4 separate regions of the Mus musculus genome follow, and regions 1, 2 and 3 are each linked to region 4. A link is a contact called in public promoter capture Hi-C data. All regions are on one chromosome and are shown on one strand. The core of a region is the stretch at or near the end of the contact, and the rest is flanking DNA. Distances in the headings are between cores, read along the strand shown.

Region 1 (2,700 bases), core at 97-2,596, 740 kb before region 4:
ATCAAACAAAATAAATAAAACAAACAAGGCAATCACCAAGAGCCCAACACTCCAGGGTCGGCAGTGTCTGCGCGGCAGAGTTAAATTGGTCCCAGAAGAGAGCCTCATGCTACCCTCCCTGATCTCATCAAAACCAAACAGTACCCAAAACCACTCCAGGAGAAGACATTAAAATGCAAATTTCTTGCTGCGCTTTTGGAGATTCAAAGAGCAGTTTCACATTTTTTCCGGGGTTGGGGCCCAAGAATCTGAATTTTAAACAAACCCAGGGAGGAGACGGAGGGGGAAGGGGGAAGGGGGAAGGGGGAAGGGCGAAGGCTCACCAAGGAAGATCAGAAATCTCGAAACCAAGATAGTATGTATGCCCTAGGTGGAGATGGCCCAGGAAAGCCTCCCGACTCCCCAGCCCGGCCTGGCAGCCTGGCTCGAGGTGCCCACTGGAGGGATGATGACAGAAACAGATGCATGCCCACCTGCGGTGCTACCCTATTCCTCTACCAGCGGACCTCTCAGTTAATGGAGACCGTTCCCTAGGGGCAGCCACAGGCCTCCAGACCCTCGCAGGAGGGGACTATGAAAAGACAGCTGACATCTCAGAATGCACCCAATGGGAACGGGCAACTCTAGGATCTTCAGCTGGGACCTGCACAGAGTACGGGGGATGGCAGACACGTGGTTTCTTGCCTCTGCGAATCTCCACAGCCCAAGGAAGGAGATTCGACCAGCAGACCCTGGGTAGGTGCCCTGGTGGGAGCGCGCGTGTCAGAGCCACTGATGTGGTGTTCTGCCCTGTCCAGGAGGGCTACAGAGCGGTCGCATTTAGTGGTTAAAGCCGGGTGAAGAGGAGGGCAGTGGACTTTGCCCGGCGGAGAAAGCCAGGGCACGGTCCCAGAGGGAAGGGGGAAGGGTAGAAGAGAAGGGACAGACTGGCGGACAGTTGTGCGCAGCTATCTCAGCTACGGTATCGCCACGGTAACCACCCGGGTAGGGTGTGTATGGTCCCCTCCACAAGAGTCATGCTGTGCTCGCAGGGATGTCACACGAGCGTCCCCAGGTGCAAGCTTCCCGGCGATCTTGGGAGTGAGCGTCCCGGGGGTCCCCGGAGAGTCCCCCATCCAGTCCCCGAGCTACCCGGCTCACCAGCTGCAGAAGCGCGAGCACCCCAAGAGCGGAGCGCACGAAGCCCAGATCCGGTCGCAGCGCAGACACAGAGGCTCCCACGCCCTGCGCGGGGCTGCTGGTCCTCGTGCTCACTTTCGACGGGAACTCCGCCATAGCGATCGCGAGCCTACGACGCTCTGGCCGCGCTCCCGGCGCTGCTCCGGGGCTGCGACTGCGGCTCCGGCTGCTGGCGCTGCTTGGGTACCCTAGACAGAACTCACAGGTGCGCGAAGCCCAGCCCCGCTCCGCCCGAGGCCCCGCCCCTTCTTGAGGCCCCGCCCCTTAACCCTGGGTTCGCCTGTTTGGATAGAGATTTTGAAGAAGTCCGTAGACCGATCTACAGACAGCCAGGCAGGAAAAAATAAATCCAGGTAGTGGCAACTGCTGCTGTGACTGAATCTAACAGGGCGAGGCAGAGTGACCAGGAGATTTTTAGATGGTTGTTTTAGGGTCTCTATTACGGTGGTAGAAAACCATGACCAAAAGCAAATTGGGGAAGAAAGGGTTTATTTGTCTTATGCTTCCATATCATTGCTCATCACTGAAGGAAATCAGGACAGGAACTCAAGCAGGGCAGAGACCTGGAGGCAGGAGCCGATGCAGAGGCCATGGAGGGGTGCTGCTTACTGGCTTGCTTCCCCTGGCTTGCTCAGCCTGCTTTCTTATAGAACCCAGGACCCAGGGATGGCACCGCTCACAATGGACTGGGCCCTCCTCCATCAATCACTGAGAAAATTCTCTACAGGGCTTGCCTAGAGCCCGATCTTATAGAGGCATTTTCTCAATCCAGGTTCCCTCCTCTTGGATTGCTATAGCTTGTATTAAGTTGACAGAAAAGGAAGGAGCACATTAGTCAAGGAAGACCTGTCAGAAGTGGTGACATTTGTGCAGAGGCCTGAATCTGTGAGTAGGAGGAAACCTTGGGAGGATTTAAGTGAGGAGCAAAGGCGCAGTGGCAGGACCAACCTAGGCAGTTGGGGAAATAGAAAGCAGGTCCCCAAAGGGACTGGAGCTGAGCACATGAGGGTGACACTGACCCCCAGTGGGTAAGGACCAGGTCACAGAAGCTGTGTAGGTGACTGTACTATCCTATGGCTCCTTGTGACAACTTATCACAAGCTCAAGGTCCTAACAAAAGTTTCTTCTCAGTGATGGAGGCTAGATATGCAAAGGCATCATCACGGAGACACAGTCATGGTGTCCTGAGCTCAGGCAACCTCTGGGGTACTTTTGCCCACTTTTTGTCTTGAGACAGGAGATTGCTCTGTAATCCAGACTGACTTCATGCTTTTGACATTCCTCGTACCTCAGGTCTTTGCAGGCTGGGATTACAGATGACCTGCCGGCAGGGGATTCTGGTACCCTACCTAGCTCTGCCTCTCCTCGTATCATCAACTCTCCTCTTACTATGCACAAGATATCTCTCTCTCTCTCTCTCTCTCTCTCTCTCTCTCTCTCTCTCTCTCTCTCTCTCTCTCATCTCTTTTGTAAGGATATGGTCATGACTATATTGCCCATCAGATAATACAGTTCAATATC
Region 2 (2,700 bases), core at 83-2,582, 830 kb before region 4:
CTGACAGTCCCCCACACCCACACACAGCCTCGTGGTCCTAGGATTACAGGTACAAGCCACTACACGGAGCTCCTCCAAACCATTTTTATGATGTCTCTGGGGACACTTCAATAAATCAATTCACTTAACCAACGAAACTTGCTACACAGGTTGACAAGTCGCTGCAAATCCTACAGAGGTTCATATTAGACTTTGTGGGGTCCACTCTAGACTTAAACAATCAGACTGACCCAAGGGTGCAGCACAGGGTTTGCATTTTAAAACCAAGGGCCACAGACCTTGTGTTCCCCCAAGAAGCCATTTCCATGACCAATAGTTCTCCCTTTCCCTCTGCGTGGACTGGCATTCCAAGGGCACCAACTCTCAAAGAAGACATTTCAACGACCGGTTGTGTTCTAATAAAATAAGCACACAGCCTTGTTTCCTACTAGAAGAGAATGAGCGAGGCGCTGCAACGGGGAAATTTATTATGTACCCATCCTGCAACTACACACTTCGGGATTCAACGATGCTCAAGTCGGCATTCCACGTTTTCTAAGGAGCGAGGAGCTGCTCCGAATGGAACCGAGGCAGCAGCTCACTTTAGGCCTGATGGCTCCAGCTAACCGCAAAGTGCTGAAAGAAGACAAGGGGCCCGGCAGCTCGGGCGCGTAAGAAAGAGTCGGAACCTCCCACCACGACCGCCACGCCGTCCCGCAGACTCCCGCGGCTCCGCTCCGGAGTGGGCACCGCAAACTCCCAAGCCGGGCGACTCAGGACACCGCACTAGAAAGGACCGCGGGCTGGAGACAAACCTGGGCTCTAATCCTAACTCTGGCTTGGAGTTCACCCTCTCCACGGCCGAGAAGCCTGGTTTCGCCTCCCGGCGCGGACCCAGGCCGCACTCACCTACGAGAGCGCGGGAGGCGAGCCGCCCTCACCTCCGCGGCGCCTACCGTAAACCGTCGCCGCCAAGGCCACTCTCGCTCTTAAAAAACTAGAAAAGAAACCAAGAAAAGAACGACGGCTTAAAGGAAGAAAACACACTTCGCTATTGTATTCCTTTTGACCCTTCGGGGCTTCCTGTTCCTTACAGCCACAACACATTTCCACCCCGCTTCCGGCGGCATAGTCCAATCAACAGCTCTCTCCCTCCCCGAGCGCCTCGTGGAAATCCGGTGCTCCAAGACCGTATGGAGCGATCTGATTGGGTCGTTCGCCCTTCGGCAAGGGGATTAGCTGGTTCATTCCAGGCTGGCGGGCCGACCCGCGAGATCACGTGACACAAATCTTGACTGATGATTGGCTGTCTGAGAGAGAGGGCTTGCCACTGAGGAAGGGGCGTTTCCTAGGGGACTGAGGGAGGGCCCGGGCGGTGTGAAGCGGGGGTGGGCCCCTGCGCGTAATGGCAGTGCCGTGTCCCCGCGTCCATCTTTACCGCTCTCTTGGACCTGTCACAAAGGAGTCGCGCCGCTGTCGCTGTCCCCTCCCTCCGGTGGGCCCAGGAGCTAGTGCAAGTCAGTGCCACAGCCCGACCGCGCTGCTCTGGGAAGCCCCTTGGGGACGTGGCCGGGGAGGGAGCTTGAGGGCTAGCGACGCCTGTGAAGGAAGGGGACAGCCGCTGAAGCCTGGGTCGGAGAGACTGGACTGGGGCCGTGGCCGTCTCCGGGCAGGGGTCTTGGAGAGGGTGGCGTTGGTCAGAGCCTGGGAAGCAGCCGGCACACTCTCCTCCGAGGCCCGCGCTGGAGGCGCCTGAAAGCGGTTCCTGGAAGAGGGTGTTCCCCTTTAGGGGATCTTGACTGAAGGAGGTCCTGGGGTCACCCTCCCGAGGAGACTGGCTAAGGTGAGAAGCAGGTACCTCCTGGGGAGGCTCCGGACGCGGAGAGACCCTCGTTCGGGCTCCTCGGAACCGAAGGGGCCGAGGGGCGCACGTCGTGGGCAGGGATTCCTTCTGGGGAGTTTTGCGTTGCAGTGGGAAGCCGACTTCCCCTGGGATGGTCTGGTGTTGCCTTGGGGTGGAGAGTTCGACGTGAAGCGAGGCTGGGGAGAGTTCTTCGCCTTAGAGAGAGGCTGGAGGCGGGAGCCAGACCTAGCGGATTCTCCTACTCTCCAGGCCTGAGCTAAATATTAAGTAAAAAACCCTTGGGGAGGGCAGTCCTTTCCGTTGGAAAGCCCTAGATCGGGATGGTAAGCGGAAACGGGGATAGTCGGGGTTCTTCCCTCACTCTGGAGTCTGACTAGGTGTCCCAGAGTAAGGATTCTGCTGCCTCTGGCCTTCGCGCCAGAGTGGGACAGGGGAGTCATCCCACCAGCAGCACCCCCAAGCGAGCCTCCAAATTTGGCATTACTTCCTGCCGGGCCCGCTGTCTGCCTCACTTTCCCTGTTCTTACAGAGGGAGACCTAGTTAGAGCTACTGGGCTGAAACTCTTGAGATTCTGTCTTGCGCAGATGTCCGAGTAAGGTTTCGTCCCCTGGAGTGATGTACTTTGAACTTTTTTAAAGTTGGCAGTGTCTGTTACCGTCTGAGTAGAGTCGTGCAGTCTCCCAGGCTCCTCACTTAACCCATCTGCTTGTCCTTCCTTAGTTGAAGTGACTTGACATCTTAGAGTTTCTTCTGTAAAATAATCAACGCTGTGTGTGTGGAAGTAAGGTAGTGTAATGTATTGTTGTTGAGGAACAATGTGTTTTCTAATCTGGAAAATTGTTGATGTAAGAGACTA
Region 3 (2,759 bases), core at 68-2,567, 770 kb before region 4:
TCAAAACCAATTTGTGAGAAGAAAGGGTTTATTTTGTTTCCACTTCCATGCAACAGTCCATAACTGAGGGAAGTTGAGATAGGAACCTGAAGGCAGGAACTGAAGTAGATAAAGAAATGCTGTTAACTGGTTTGTTCTCCATAGCATGCTGAGCTTCCTTACATAGATCCTACACCTGCCCAGATATGGCACCACCCACAGAGGACTGGGCCTTCCCTCAGTCATTAAAATAATCCACATTCAAAACCAGGAGGTGATGGCACATGGCCTTTAATCCAAGTGCTTGGAAGGCAGAGGCAGGTGAGTCTCGAGTTCAAGGCCAGCTTGATCTACAGAGTGAGTTCCAGGACAGCCAGGGCAACACAGAGAAACCCTGTCTTGATGAAAAAAGACAGACACACACAAAATCAACTTCTTTCCAGGTCACTCAGGTCAAGCTGACAAAAAACCTACCAGCACGCCTGTCTTCAGCTTGACCAGGATACTCTGATCTTCCAGTGTCTTTGAAATCATCTTGGTTCCTGATGCTGTTAAGATAGATCCATGGATACACATTTTATGTCCATTCCAAAATGATTCAGATTGGCCACGTAACCCTAATTCATACCATAAATTTTCTAGTTATGTACTACACATTTGGCTAAAAGGTATCAGACCACCAAAGAGGCATGCTTAAAAAGGGGGCGGGGGGGGGGGGCGATCCCAGGAAACCTTTCTTCATGGTGTGGCAGTTTTAGAGGGGACTTTCTCCAAAGCAGTTATTCAATTTCTGATTACATCTCTCTCAGTGGTTGTCAACATTTTTGTGCTGCATAATTACCCAAGGAACCACTTACTGCCTAATAATTGTTTACGGGTTTGGTGCGAGTAAGCTGGCAGCAAACTCACTATGTAGCTGAGCAGGTCTTGAATGCCTTAAACCTCCACCTTCCAAGTGCTGGGACTACAGACGCATGCCACAACGCACTGCTTTTGATTTGAAGATCACAAATTAAGTTACAAGTCATCCACTTAATGCCGTGGACCCTTCCATACTTCCAAGAAGTAACTCTCTAGTAAATCAGACGTCTGCATTATCTAGGACAAACTATGAGAGTGGCTTTCGAGCAATTTGGCTATTTCTAGCGCTCTTAAAACACGGTTTCAACTACCTGATCTTTACAATTCCTAAATTGAAAATGAAGAAACCGAGGCTCTTGGCTCCAATTCTTTCATCCAGAAAAAAAAAAAAAAAGTCTACTGCCACCATTTTTTGCAGTCTTCTGCGTGAGACCGGGAACCTGAGGCTGTGATTGGCTGCTGGAACCGCGGGTAACCATAGTGACAGGAGGCGGGGCTGCGAGCTCCGTCTGCCCTAACACACCGGCGGGGTAGCCCCGCGAGAGGCCGGCGGGCGCTGGGCCCAGCCAGGAGCCGCAGCCCCGTCCTCGCGCGATCGCCGGGCGGGGCGTGGGTGCGGCCTTCTGCGGGCCCTTGATGCAGTTGAGGCCGCGCGGGTCAGAGAGGATCCCGGCCCGGCGGCGGGCGCGGTAGGAAGCGGCAGGGCCCCGGGCCCGGGCCGGTGACTGCGGCGCCCCTACGATGGACGCCCTAGAAGAAGAGAGCTTCGCGCTGTCCTTGTAAGTGAAGCGGCCAGGGTCTGCTCGACCTCGGCCTGCGGACGTCCTCTGGGTTGCGGGCTGGCCGGTCGAGGCTCCGCTCTAGCGGGGCGTTTTCTTCCCGTGGCCACCACGGGCATATGTCACAGATAACCAGCGCTTCCATCACAATCCTCTGGCCTCAATCGTGGCCGTCAGCAAAAACCCAGAGGCCTTGAGCTGCCCAGGCTGGCGGCGGCCTCACCGCCTGTCTAAAGCCACTCCTGACCAGTTACCCCCTAGGCCGGTGCCACTCCCGCGTGCGGTCACATTCACCAGCAGATAGGTGTGGCGTTAAGAGCCAGGATGCGGTGAGTAAATCCTGCGGGTAATAAACGCGGAAGTATGAAGTTGTGCCGCACCAGCCTCAGCTACCCAAATTGTTGGCTGCTTTTGTGATTGTCATACCGGTTTTCGTCACGAGTGTTTTCCTGTGTTTGTAATTTCTGTACTAGACAATAATCCTTGATTGGTGAAACTGAGTGATGGGAGGATCATCTTGCTATTATTTTTATGCACGTTGGGAATCTTACATTTTAAAAAATGCTAGTGGGCTTTGTTGTGATTGCCTGGTGTGTGCAAGGCCTTGGGTTCAATGCCCTTACCCACAGAAAACACAAGTTCAGCTCGAAAAATAATTATTTGGACCGGCACCTAATCCTGATGTGTTTTTTCAGCTCCTCCGCCTCTGATGCAGAATTTGATGCTGTGGTTGGATGTTTAGAGGACATTATTATGGGTAAGTTTCGACACTACTAAGTGACTTGTGCCCCTCTAGTTCCTATGGTCAATTCCTTGATTTAAATCAAGTAGACCCTTGCTTTACAACAATTTTTTAATGTATTCATTTACATATGTGATGGATCGTGGGTGGGGTTGTTGCCAGGAGACTATGGCTATGTGGAGCTCAGAGGACAACTTTGTGGAGTTGGTTCTCTCCTTCCACCTTCATGTGAGTTCTGAGGGTTGATCTCGGGTCACCCGTCTTACACAGCAGTGCCTTCAGCCCCCAAGCCATCTCAACACCCCAAACCTCTGCTTATAAGGGCATGCAGAGAAATAAATGTGAAGAGTTGATTTTCAAAACACAAAACACTGAAATTTTAACACACCGCACAATGT
Region 4 (2,700 bases), core at 120-2,619:
ATAACTCTAGCTATGGATCTGAAAGAGTTGGTCAGACTGCTTACATACCAAAGGCCAGATCTTGAGGAACTCTCAACTGTCTTAGCCAAATGACAAGACACTCCCAACAGGTTTCTCTCAAAGCTGTCCTCAGAACACACGACTGCCTAGCAGTGACAAACAGAAGGCAATGCAGGTACTCTGTCAACCACTGTGTGTCTCAAAGCCCTTCTCTGTGAATTAGGAAAGACATTGTTCTAGTCCTACTACGAATAATCTTGACTTACTCCACCCATTCTATATACATCTCTATGAACACCACACTAGGCATATCACCTCTCTCCATCTTCCCCAGCCGAGGGCAGAACTAAAGATATTCCCTAAATCACCTGGCTTCCACATTAGAGTGACCACTTTATATTCAAAAACAAAACAAAACAAAAAAACGGTCCAGCTCACTGCCCCAGGAATCTTCATGAGAAAAGAAACGGCAAGGCATTTCATCTAGATCTTAATATCTCCAAAAGTGAACAGGGAAGGCCACCATCTCATGTGGCAAGCAAAAACACCATCCATTCTAGAGGACGGCTGGATAAAAATACAGAGGCTTGATACTGGCTCTCGAGAAGCCCCTAACAATCACCTTTTTGCAGGTTTCCCAATGGAGAAGGCCAGTACAGGAAGAATAGTACGGACTCTAAGTTACAGAGGGCTCGCAGCAAGTTCCAAAGGTTTGGCTGTCGACGGATGGAGCTAATGAATGGGATCAGAACAAGTCTGGCTTGGCCGGTGCTCAGGATGTCCGGGGAAAAGGCCCTCCGTATGGAGTGCAGCAACAGTGCTTGGCACCAGCGAACACATGCATGTCTTTCTTCAAAGTGCTATGCGTTTCAAGCTAGGCTGTGGGCACTCTGCCCCCATTCTACTGACCGGGACGTCAAGGCTCGGTAGCCACTCCATCACGTGGGCGGCTAGTCGGCCCCACCCCCGTCCCGCCCCCACCGCTCACCTTTTTGTCCCAGATCTGCAGGGGCTTGCTGCCGATGCTGTAGAGGATGGAAAGGAAGCCACTCTGGAACGTGTTCTTGAACATCTCGCCAGCCGCGGCCCCGCAGCCGCCGCCCTAGGCCCGGGATTGGAGATCGGCACCGAGCGGCGAAAGAGAGCGGGTGCCGCCGGTCCGAAGGTAGGACGCTGAGAGCTGCAGCCACTGACGGCGGGAAGCGGCGGCGTGACGCAGATCCGTAAGCCTCGGTGAGCACCGAGCCACCTCAGCACCGAAACCACAGCAACTGCCGCCCGCGCCGCCGAGCCTGCCGGAGAGGAGGCGGAGCGCCGCCTCGGCCCGCCACGGATCCCTCCGCACGCTTGGGCCCGCCCCTCGGAGGCGCATTGCCCAGTCCTGCCGCAGAAAGAACGGTTTCCGGTTCCTTCCGCCCTTAGGCCCGCCCCTTCCTGCCCCCTCGGGCGCGGAACTTGGTTGCCAAGGGACTATTCCCCGCCCCTCCCCGCCGGGGCCCAGACTTGGTTTAGAACAGCGGAAGGAGACTTTAAGTTTACCTCACGTGTTTACAGTGCCTGCGTGGTGTCATGGGAACCGGGAGGCGCGTGGAGGGGTGGAGTCATGCCAGACCCCTCCCCCGAAGGGCGGGAAGAGTGAGGAAGGTGGCTTTGTGCCAACGACAGATAAATATTATCCCTGGGTGTGTTGACTCCAGATTTTAATCCTAGTACCGGATTAAATCCCAGCAGAGGTAGAAAGATCTCTGAATTTGAGGTCTACATATCGAGCTCCAGGACAGCCAGGACTCAGAGACACCCTGTCGCAAAAAACAAATATTGGTTGGCCCAGGAGAACGTGTGAGCTAATGAACCAGTATTGATTGCCCAATTTACATCATCACCTTTAATTATCAAGTTACAGTGAATGAGCTGCTGTAAAAGCAATACTCTGGGGGAAAGCGTATCTCTTTAAATGCATTGATTCGAAAAGAAGAAAGCCGGAATATTAAGATATAAACAAAAATTAATAAAATCTTAAAAGTGGAATAGTTGAGTTGAACCGACAGCTGATTTTTTTAAAAAAAGTGTGTCAATTTCTGGAATATTGTAGGAAAGACATACGCTGTGTATTTCAAGTAGAAGGAAATCTCAAGTGTGGAAGACTTCCACCAGTCGCTGAGCGTCTTCCTAAATGGTGTTCCACCCAGGCCTGTGTTCTGGCGCACAGAAAAGAGTTTGAAGCACAGACGATCACTTTAGCAATTTTAACGATCATAGTTGCAAAGTTTACACATTTACTATGTGACGGGTATATGTGATGCCTTACCCTGTATTAACTCACTCTACCCTCACACCAAAGCTTTGAGTACTCCAGCCAGAATTTCTAGATATCGTGAAAACTATGTGAATCTATTACTATATAAAAATGAAACTTGTTATATGGAATTAATTTTTGCATGATATCTGGGAATTCTTTATGTACTCTAAGCCAAGTGAATAATTTATAGCTTGATTGTTTTTAAGTTGTTCAAAATATCCTCGGGGCTGGAGAGATGGCTCCGCTGTTAAGAGCACTGGTTGCTCATCCAAAGATCCTGAGTTCAATTCCCAGCAACCCCATGGTGGCTCACAACCATCTGTAATGGGAACTGATGCCCTCTTCTGGCCTGAAGGTGTACATACAGATAGAGAACTCAGAAACAAAACATAAATAAATAG

What was found. Promoter capture Hi-C pulls out the DNA fragments that hold promoters and counts their contacts. Capture Hi-C pulls out chosen DNA fragments and counts their contacts.
Region 1: a contact with region 4 is called in a promoter capture Hi-C map of liver, with 4 times the contacts expected there. The contact joins the promoter of Pllp here to the promoter of Cfap20 in region 4. A contact is called at or near these places in 2 of 39 promoter capture datasets (liver and pre-B cells) and 1 of 115 datasets of contacts at active chromatin or transcription factors (pancreatic cancer cells).
Region 2: a contact with region 4 is called in a promoter capture Hi-C map of liver, with 4 times the contacts expected there. The contact joins the promoter of Rspry1 here to the promoter of Cfap20 in region 4. A contact is called at or near these places in 1 of 39 promoter capture datasets (hippocampal neurons), 1 of 484 Hi-C or Micro-C datasets (CD8 T cells) and 1 of 9 other capture datasets (liver).
Region 3: a contact with region 4 is called in a promoter capture Hi-C map of adipose tissue, with 3 times the contacts expected there. The contact joins the promoter of Arl2bp here to the promoter of Cfap20 in region 4. A contact is called at or near these places in 2 of 115 datasets of contacts at active chromatin or transcription factors (memory CD8 T cells and pancreatic cancer cells) and 2 of 9 other capture datasets (adipose tissue and liver).

The regions. Positions count from the first base shown.
Region 1 is chr8:94,694,896-94,697,595 of GRCm38.p6, forward strand. It overlaps Pllp (plasma membrane proteolipid), which reads right to left and starts at 1,347. Exons shown (of 4, transcript NM_026385.4): 1 at 1,141-1,347. The coding sequence starts at 1,275.
Region 2 is chr8:94,600,609-94,603,308 of GRCm38.p6, forward strand. Rspry1 (ring finger and SPRY domain containing 1) reads left to right here and starts at 1,333. Exons shown (of 15, transcript NM_026274.4): 1 at 1,333-1,822. It overlaps Psme3ip1 (proteasome activator subunit 3 interacting protein 1), which reads right to left and starts at 1,118. Exons shown (of 8, transcript NM_028221.4): 1 at 889-1,118. LOC115486880 reads right to left here and starts at 2,283. Exons shown (of 2, transcript XM_030243886.1): 1 at 2,205-2,283; 2 at 1,008-2,037. The coding sequence starts at 2,283. The coding sequence ends at 1,328.
Region 3 is chr8:94,665,283-94,668,041 of GRCm38.p6, forward strand. It overlaps Arl2bp (ADP-ribosylation factor-like 2 binding protein), which reads left to right and starts at 1,318. Exons shown (of 6, transcript NM_024191.2): 1 at 1,318-1,619; 2 at 2,315-2,376. The coding sequence starts at 1,582.
Region 4 is chr8:95,433,500-95,436,199 of GRCm38.p6, forward strand. It overlaps Cfap20 (cilia and flagella associated protein 20), which reads right to left and starts at 1,370. Exons shown (of 6, transcript NM_008187.2): 1 at 989-1,370. The coding sequence starts at 1,072.